Linked DNA regions of Sus scrofa: region 2 is linked to region 1. A link is a contact called in public HiChIP or PLAC-seq data. All regions are on one chromosome and are shown on one strand. Each heading gives the region's core, a stretch centred on a gene start, on an enhancer-like site or on the middle of the called end of the contact. The rest is flanking DNA. Distances are from core to core; before and after follow the strand shown. Region 1 overlaps LOC102163684 (a long non-coding RNA gene). Region 2 overlaps PHLDA1 (pleckstrin homology-like domain family A member 1).

Region 1 (2,822 bases), core at 173-2,672:
AATAACAGATGAGGAAGGCAGAGGTGTACAATCAGTGCCACGATGGTACCATAGAGTACAGTTCCAGAGGGCATTAAAAAACATGTGGTAAATTGTCACATCTTCCCAAAGCATCAGTTTTATTTGGTTGGAAATTTAAACTGCTCACATTAAAAGGTAGGTTAAAAAGGAGAAATAAACTTTCAAACAAATTTCTTTCATCTAGCACAGTTATTTGTTCCTTCTCAATTCTCCCAATGAAGACTTTTAGGGAAAAAATCTGAGATCATGGAGACATGATTATCAGCTATTATCACTGAATCCCTAATAGGCCCATTAGTGCCACTTTGCCCTCAGGGGTTAGAGGTATCCAGCATCACACTTTTTATATACACATAACACTAACGTGCATTTAAACAGTGCATTCAATGGATTTTGCACCTCACAGTAAACCAGGGTGCCATACCCATGTTAGAGATGAGGAAAGTGAAGTTCTAGAGGATTAATTTAAGATTAATTCATTTCAGTGTCTTTTTCCAAGTCACAGAGCTGTCAAGTAACAGAACCAGACTCCATCTTGGGTTTTCTGACACCAAATCCATTATTCTCTCCATTAAATCATACTGTGTCTCTTTGCAATAATTAAAAACAAGAAAGACTAAATCAAGGAGGTGTAGCCTTTTTGTGGCTCATCCTTTTTCTTGCTATCTCATTGTGAATGGAGGGTAAAATTGAGGAGTAGGTAGATCTTGGGTGATGCGGGACAGGAGGGTCCTGAGAGGCTAGGTGAAACAGAGTGCTCTGCTTAACATTTGGGAACCCTTAGGAAAAATGGCATGGAGAGTAATGAAGGGGAACTTGGTTAAGTAGAGAGTGTAGTAGTGACAATTTGGGGATCTATCATGAAATACTGCAAGATGTGTTGCTAGATTTTGGTTCACTGGTTAGGTGACCTTGATACATACTCTGGTCCTTGTTCTCCATTGATGCCTCATGACTTTGGGCTTGATGTTTTGACTTTTCCATTCATCAAAACTGAAGTACAGTACTATATAAAGTAGCTAACATTGCTGAAATTTTGGATGGATGTAAATCAGGAAAATGTTTAAGATTATCCCTCTTAAATTAGGTCATCTGAAAGTATCAAGCACCATGTTGACACCTATTGAAAAACAAATGAGGCTAAGACAATCCTTGGCAATGCTAAATTTCTGAATTGCTTATATATATTTCACATGTACCTCTGTTATCAGATACAAACAAGGCCTTTGCTTATAAGAATTACAGATTTGATTAAAGTCATAAACTCTTATGATTTAAGATTTAAAATTTAAATGTCTGAGACCAAGAAGTGACAAACTAAAGGAAGGCACAGTTTGCCTGCCAATGACTGTTGGCAGGAAATGAGATGACTCATCCTGAACATGTGCTTTCCTTGCCTGAGACAATGGAGCATGATGAAAATGTTCAACTTATTGAATATCGTTGGACATTTCTGTCATTCAGTTTGTGGGAGACTGTTGAAATGCAACCACAGACTAATAAGAATGCCAGGATGACCCAGTGATTTTGAGAAAACTGAAGATAAATGTTAGGAAAGAGACATGGTCTGTTTCAAAATAATCAACAGCTATGCTGTGGACTAAAAGAGACTATGTGAGACGGACCCCAGGGGGGAGGCAGAGGTGGAGAAATTCCAGAATTTAGGAAAGAAAAGTAATATTGCCAAAGAAGGCAAGACCCATTGTCAAAAGAAAGGAGATTGCATTAGTTGCTGGGGAGAAGTAAATAAATGTCTTTTGGTTACAGGAGAATGGGGACATTTGTGAAGGTCTTCCTAATGGGACCCCTATAGGATACCATCTCTTGTCTGGTATCTCATCTTGTAAAACATCTGACAAAGAGAGGGAAAAAGATATTAACTGGGTTTAACCTCCATATACTGCCCTGGAGTTACTAAGAAACTTAGAAGGACTTGGAGTCCTATGTGGGGACAGGGTGGTGTATGGGTGTAGCTTCCACTCCATATTGCTGCAAATCTAAAACTGCTCTAAAAAATTAGGTCTATTAAAAAAAAAGACCTTGGAGTTGTTGACAAAGCGTGTGATCAAGGCAAGCCTGGTTTGGCCAGAGGGCATTAATTGATTTATTCCTAACTGGTTCTGTAACCTGAGGTAAATTTTCCTTTCTGGGCCTGTGTTTCTGTATCTATTTATGAGAAGGTCCCCTAGATTATCCTCAAGGTCTGTTCCAGCTGGAAAATGCTGTGATTCATGTGCAGAGAAATATTTGTGTACATACAACAGTCTCAGAGGGAGGCACAGTTTTGCCAACAGATAAATACCTTGAGTTCTTTTGCCATTTCCCTGGGGAAATCTATACTCTGTTATTATAGGTTTGCAATAACAGGTGTGCTGTTGGGGGTGGGGTACGAACTGAAGGACATCATTATTGTGAGTCGGGAAAGCGGGTAGAGGCAAAGAGGATTAGTCAGGAAGTTTGTGCTGGGGATCAGTTTTCACTGTAACCTTAGCCCTACTGTCCACAGGGAGATCTGAGATTTGCATTTTTCTCATTGGATTTGCAGCAGTGCAGAAAAACGTTTGTTTCTGCTGGGGCCCTCTTTACAAAAAAGAGTGTTGCATAGTCCAGAATTGTCAAAGAGAAACTCAAGAGGCGGGTAATCGGAGTCTTCTGGTTTGTTCTGAGGTGGAGTGGACATCCTCCCCCAGTCTATAGGCATGGGGTCAGATGATGCCCTGGAAGGCAAACCTGCCTTTTCCTGTATACCTCTCTAATAATGCCACAGTAGATGCTGCACGAAAATGATGCAGTATAAAATA
Region 2 (2,822 bases), core at 221-2,720, 290 kb before region 1:
GTCCCATTTGCTGGAAAGTTGTTCTTTAGATTAAAATTCAGGACCTTCCTGTGTTTAAAAGTTACCCTTTGTTCTTGATTACCTTGGGATTAACTTCGAATTTCTTAAGCACGACACACAAAGAATTTGACTCTTGCTCAGCTCTGCAAGCTCATCTGTCTCCCTTTTGAATTCTTTGTTCCAGCCAGATGAAACTACAGATGAGCCAAGCTTTCCCTTTGTCCTTGTGCTCAAGGAGCAGCCTTTCCTCTTACCTGGGCCACTCTGACTTGTCCACCCCGATTTCTTTTTTATTGGTTTGTTTTTGGCATTTTTTTCTTTATTATGTTAAAACACTATCCCCAACACTTAGAACAGGGTCATGAACAAATAAGTGTTCAATAAGTACTTATCAAACACTACCTATCTGAGGTATGTTTAAGACATTTGTTCCTATTTATTTTTTAATTTGTGTAGTTCTTCATATTTTTAAGATCGTTACCTAGTTGGGGTTCTCTGTGTACTTAATACATTTCCCCAAGAGCTTTGGTCTCAGTTTATGCTCTTTATTCTGCTATGTTTCCCAGAATTTATAGAAATTGTTTAAACGGAGTAGAAGGGAGCTAGGGGCGAGTGCAGCATTTCCTTCCCCACATTACTGGTAAATGAGGTCACAAGTGATCTAAACCGTTGGGCGTTTGCAAAGAGGGGCCCGCAGGGCCAACCTGCAGGTTTTGGAGGGCTCGACCGCCTTGAAATATGCGGGTCATTTCCTGGGTTTGTAAGACGAGTTACAAATTCACATTCAAATATGTGTGAGATACTGTAGGCTGTACGGATGGGTTAAGAAGGAATTTAGAGAGCTTGCGAACGGGTGAAGAGAGGCTCCTGCCTGAGCTCCTGGCCCGAGTAAAGGAAGGTGAGGTCTCAAGTGGGTCTCTTTCCCCTACCTCTTCCAAACGGGACAGACGGTAGCGCTATTGCCTCAAGTATCGCCACTCAGCTCCAAGAAGGGCTAGTTAGTGACCGTAAGCGAATGAGCGTGAAGACACCCTGTCCTCACTGCCTTTGTGCGCTGAGATTTTTACGGAAGGGGGGCACTCTTTCTCGGCTCGCGAGCCTCACCCTCAGCCTCCCAACTCGCCTGGGCCAGGACGCGGGCTCTACGGGATCTTGGAGCCCAGCGCGAATCCCCAGGGCTGGTTCCCAAGGGCAGAGGATTGGCATACTAGACAGTGTCTGGTAGTTGTACCCACCCTCGTAGTCCCAACATTTTCTGAAGCTGTTAGCAGAGCGCCCCACCGGGAGGAGAGGAGGGAGGGCTGGGGATGGCCTCTTAGCACCCTCTGCGCGTCGGCATTCTTCGCCGGGCGGCTGTGGCCCCAGGCGGAGGAGAGGAGTTTCCGGGGCTCAGGGCCCTGCAGCGATCCCGGCCAAGGAGCGCGGAAGCCAGTGGGCGGCGAGAGGCGGAGCGAGGGATGCGGGGGGGCGTGGACGCGGCCGGCTTTGGAAAGGCCCCAAGTTAATGAGGCGTACGCCGGCGGCAGAGCGCCTTTCAGAGCTGGGCTTTCCCCCGCGGCGCGGGCGCCAGGAGCCGCCTTTTCCGCTGGGTGTCACTCGGGGGTGGGGGGGATGGTCCATTCAAAAGCGCCGCGAGGGGGCCCGGCCAGTGCCCTTCAGTGAGCGCTTGCAGGAGGAAGGCAGAGGCCCGGCGGCTCGCAGCTCTGGGACCTTGTGGCGCATCAGGACGCGGCTACCTTGCTGCCCCGACCCCGAGCCGCCGCCGCCACAGCCTCTCTGCTTCCTGCGCGTTAGCCTCTTTTGCGCGCTCCGGGCGGGTGGCCGCGGGAGCCGCTGGGGCGAGGACGGCGCGCGGCTGCTGCTGCTGCCCCCGGCCAGGGCAGCTGGAAGTAGAGAGGCCGAGCCGATCGGCGGCTCGCCCTATGCCGGGAGGATGTTGGAAAGCAGCGGCTGCAAGGCGCTGAAGGAGGGTGTGTTGGAAAAGCGCAGCGACGGGTTGCTGCAGCTCTGGAAGAAAAAGTGCTGCATTCTCACCGAGGAGGGGCTGCTGCTCATCCCGCCCAAGCAGCTGCAACACCAGCAGCAGCAGCAGCAGCAGCAACAACCCGGTCAGGGGTCGGTTGAGCCGTCCCAATCCGGGGGCCCCGCTGTGGCCAGCCTTGAGCCGCCAGTCAAGCTCAAGGAATTGCACTTTTCCAACATGAAGACCGTGGACTGCGTAGAGCGCAAGGGCAAGTATATGTACTTCACTGTGGTGATGGCTGAGGGCAAGGAGATCGACTTTCGGTGCCCGCAAGACCAGGGGTGGAACGCCGAAATCACGCTGCAGATGGTGCAGTACAAGAATCGACAGGCCATCCTGGCGGTCAAGTCCACGCGGCAGAAGCAGCAGCACCTGGTCCAGCAGCAGCCCCCGCAGCCGCAGCTTCAACCCCAAGCCCAACCCCAGCCTCAGCCCCAGCCTCAGCCCCAGTCCCAAGCCCAGCCACAGCTCCAACCCAGGCCCCAGCCACAACCCAAGCCTCAGCCGCAGCAGATCCACCCTCATCCGCATCCGCACCCGCACCCGTATCCGCATCCACACTCGCATCCGCATCCACACGCACACCAACAACCGCTTTCGCAGCCGCACGGTCACCGGCTTCTCCGCAGCACCTCCAACTCTGCCTGAAGAGGGCAGCACCTGGGCCAGACAAGGTGAGGTTCTGGCAACTTGGGTACTAAGGACCCTTCGGAGGGGTGGGTCTGGGGAGTTGAGGGTGTTAGGAGTAGGAAACCTGTTCACAGGTTTGGCTCTTGAGTGGAAAAATGAGAAATCAATC

The links. HiChIP or PLAC-seq counts read pairs in DNA pulled down with a chosen protein or histone mark.
Region 2: a contact with region 1 is called in an H3K27ac HiChIP or PLAC-seq map of alveolar macrophages. The contact joins two enhancer-like sites. A contact is called at or near these places in 2 of 47 Hi-C or Micro-C datasets (embryonic fibroblasts and heart right ventricle) and 2 of 2 datasets of contacts at active chromatin or transcription factors (alveolar macrophages and skeletal muscle).

The regions. Positions count from the first base shown.
Region 1 is chr5:39,021,656-39,024,477 of Sscrofa11.1, reverse strand. All of the region lies in intron 1 of LOC102163684 (a long non-coding RNA gene), which reads right to left. Among named protein-coding and RNA genes, the nearest start is that of KRR1, 200 kb to the right of the region's middle. Within about 2 kb of position 1,422, at least 4 of the 83 cell types and tissues checked have an H3K27ac peak or open chromatin away from gene starts, as enhancers often do. A contact at or near this core is called in alveolar macrophages, where this site is marked.
Region 2 is chr5:39,314,444-39,317,265 of Sscrofa11.1, reverse strand. PHLDA1 (pleckstrin homology-like domain family A member 1) reads left to right here. Exons shown (of 2, transcript XM_021092050.1): 1 at 1-2,697. The coding sequence starts at 1,505. The coding sequence ends at 2,671. Among named protein-coding and RNA genes, the nearest start is that of PHLDA1, 3.5 kb to the left of the region's middle. Within about 2 kb of position 1,470, at least 71 of the 83 cell types and tissues checked have an H3K27ac peak or open chromatin away from gene starts, as enhancers often do. A contact at or near this core is called in alveolar macrophages, where this site is marked.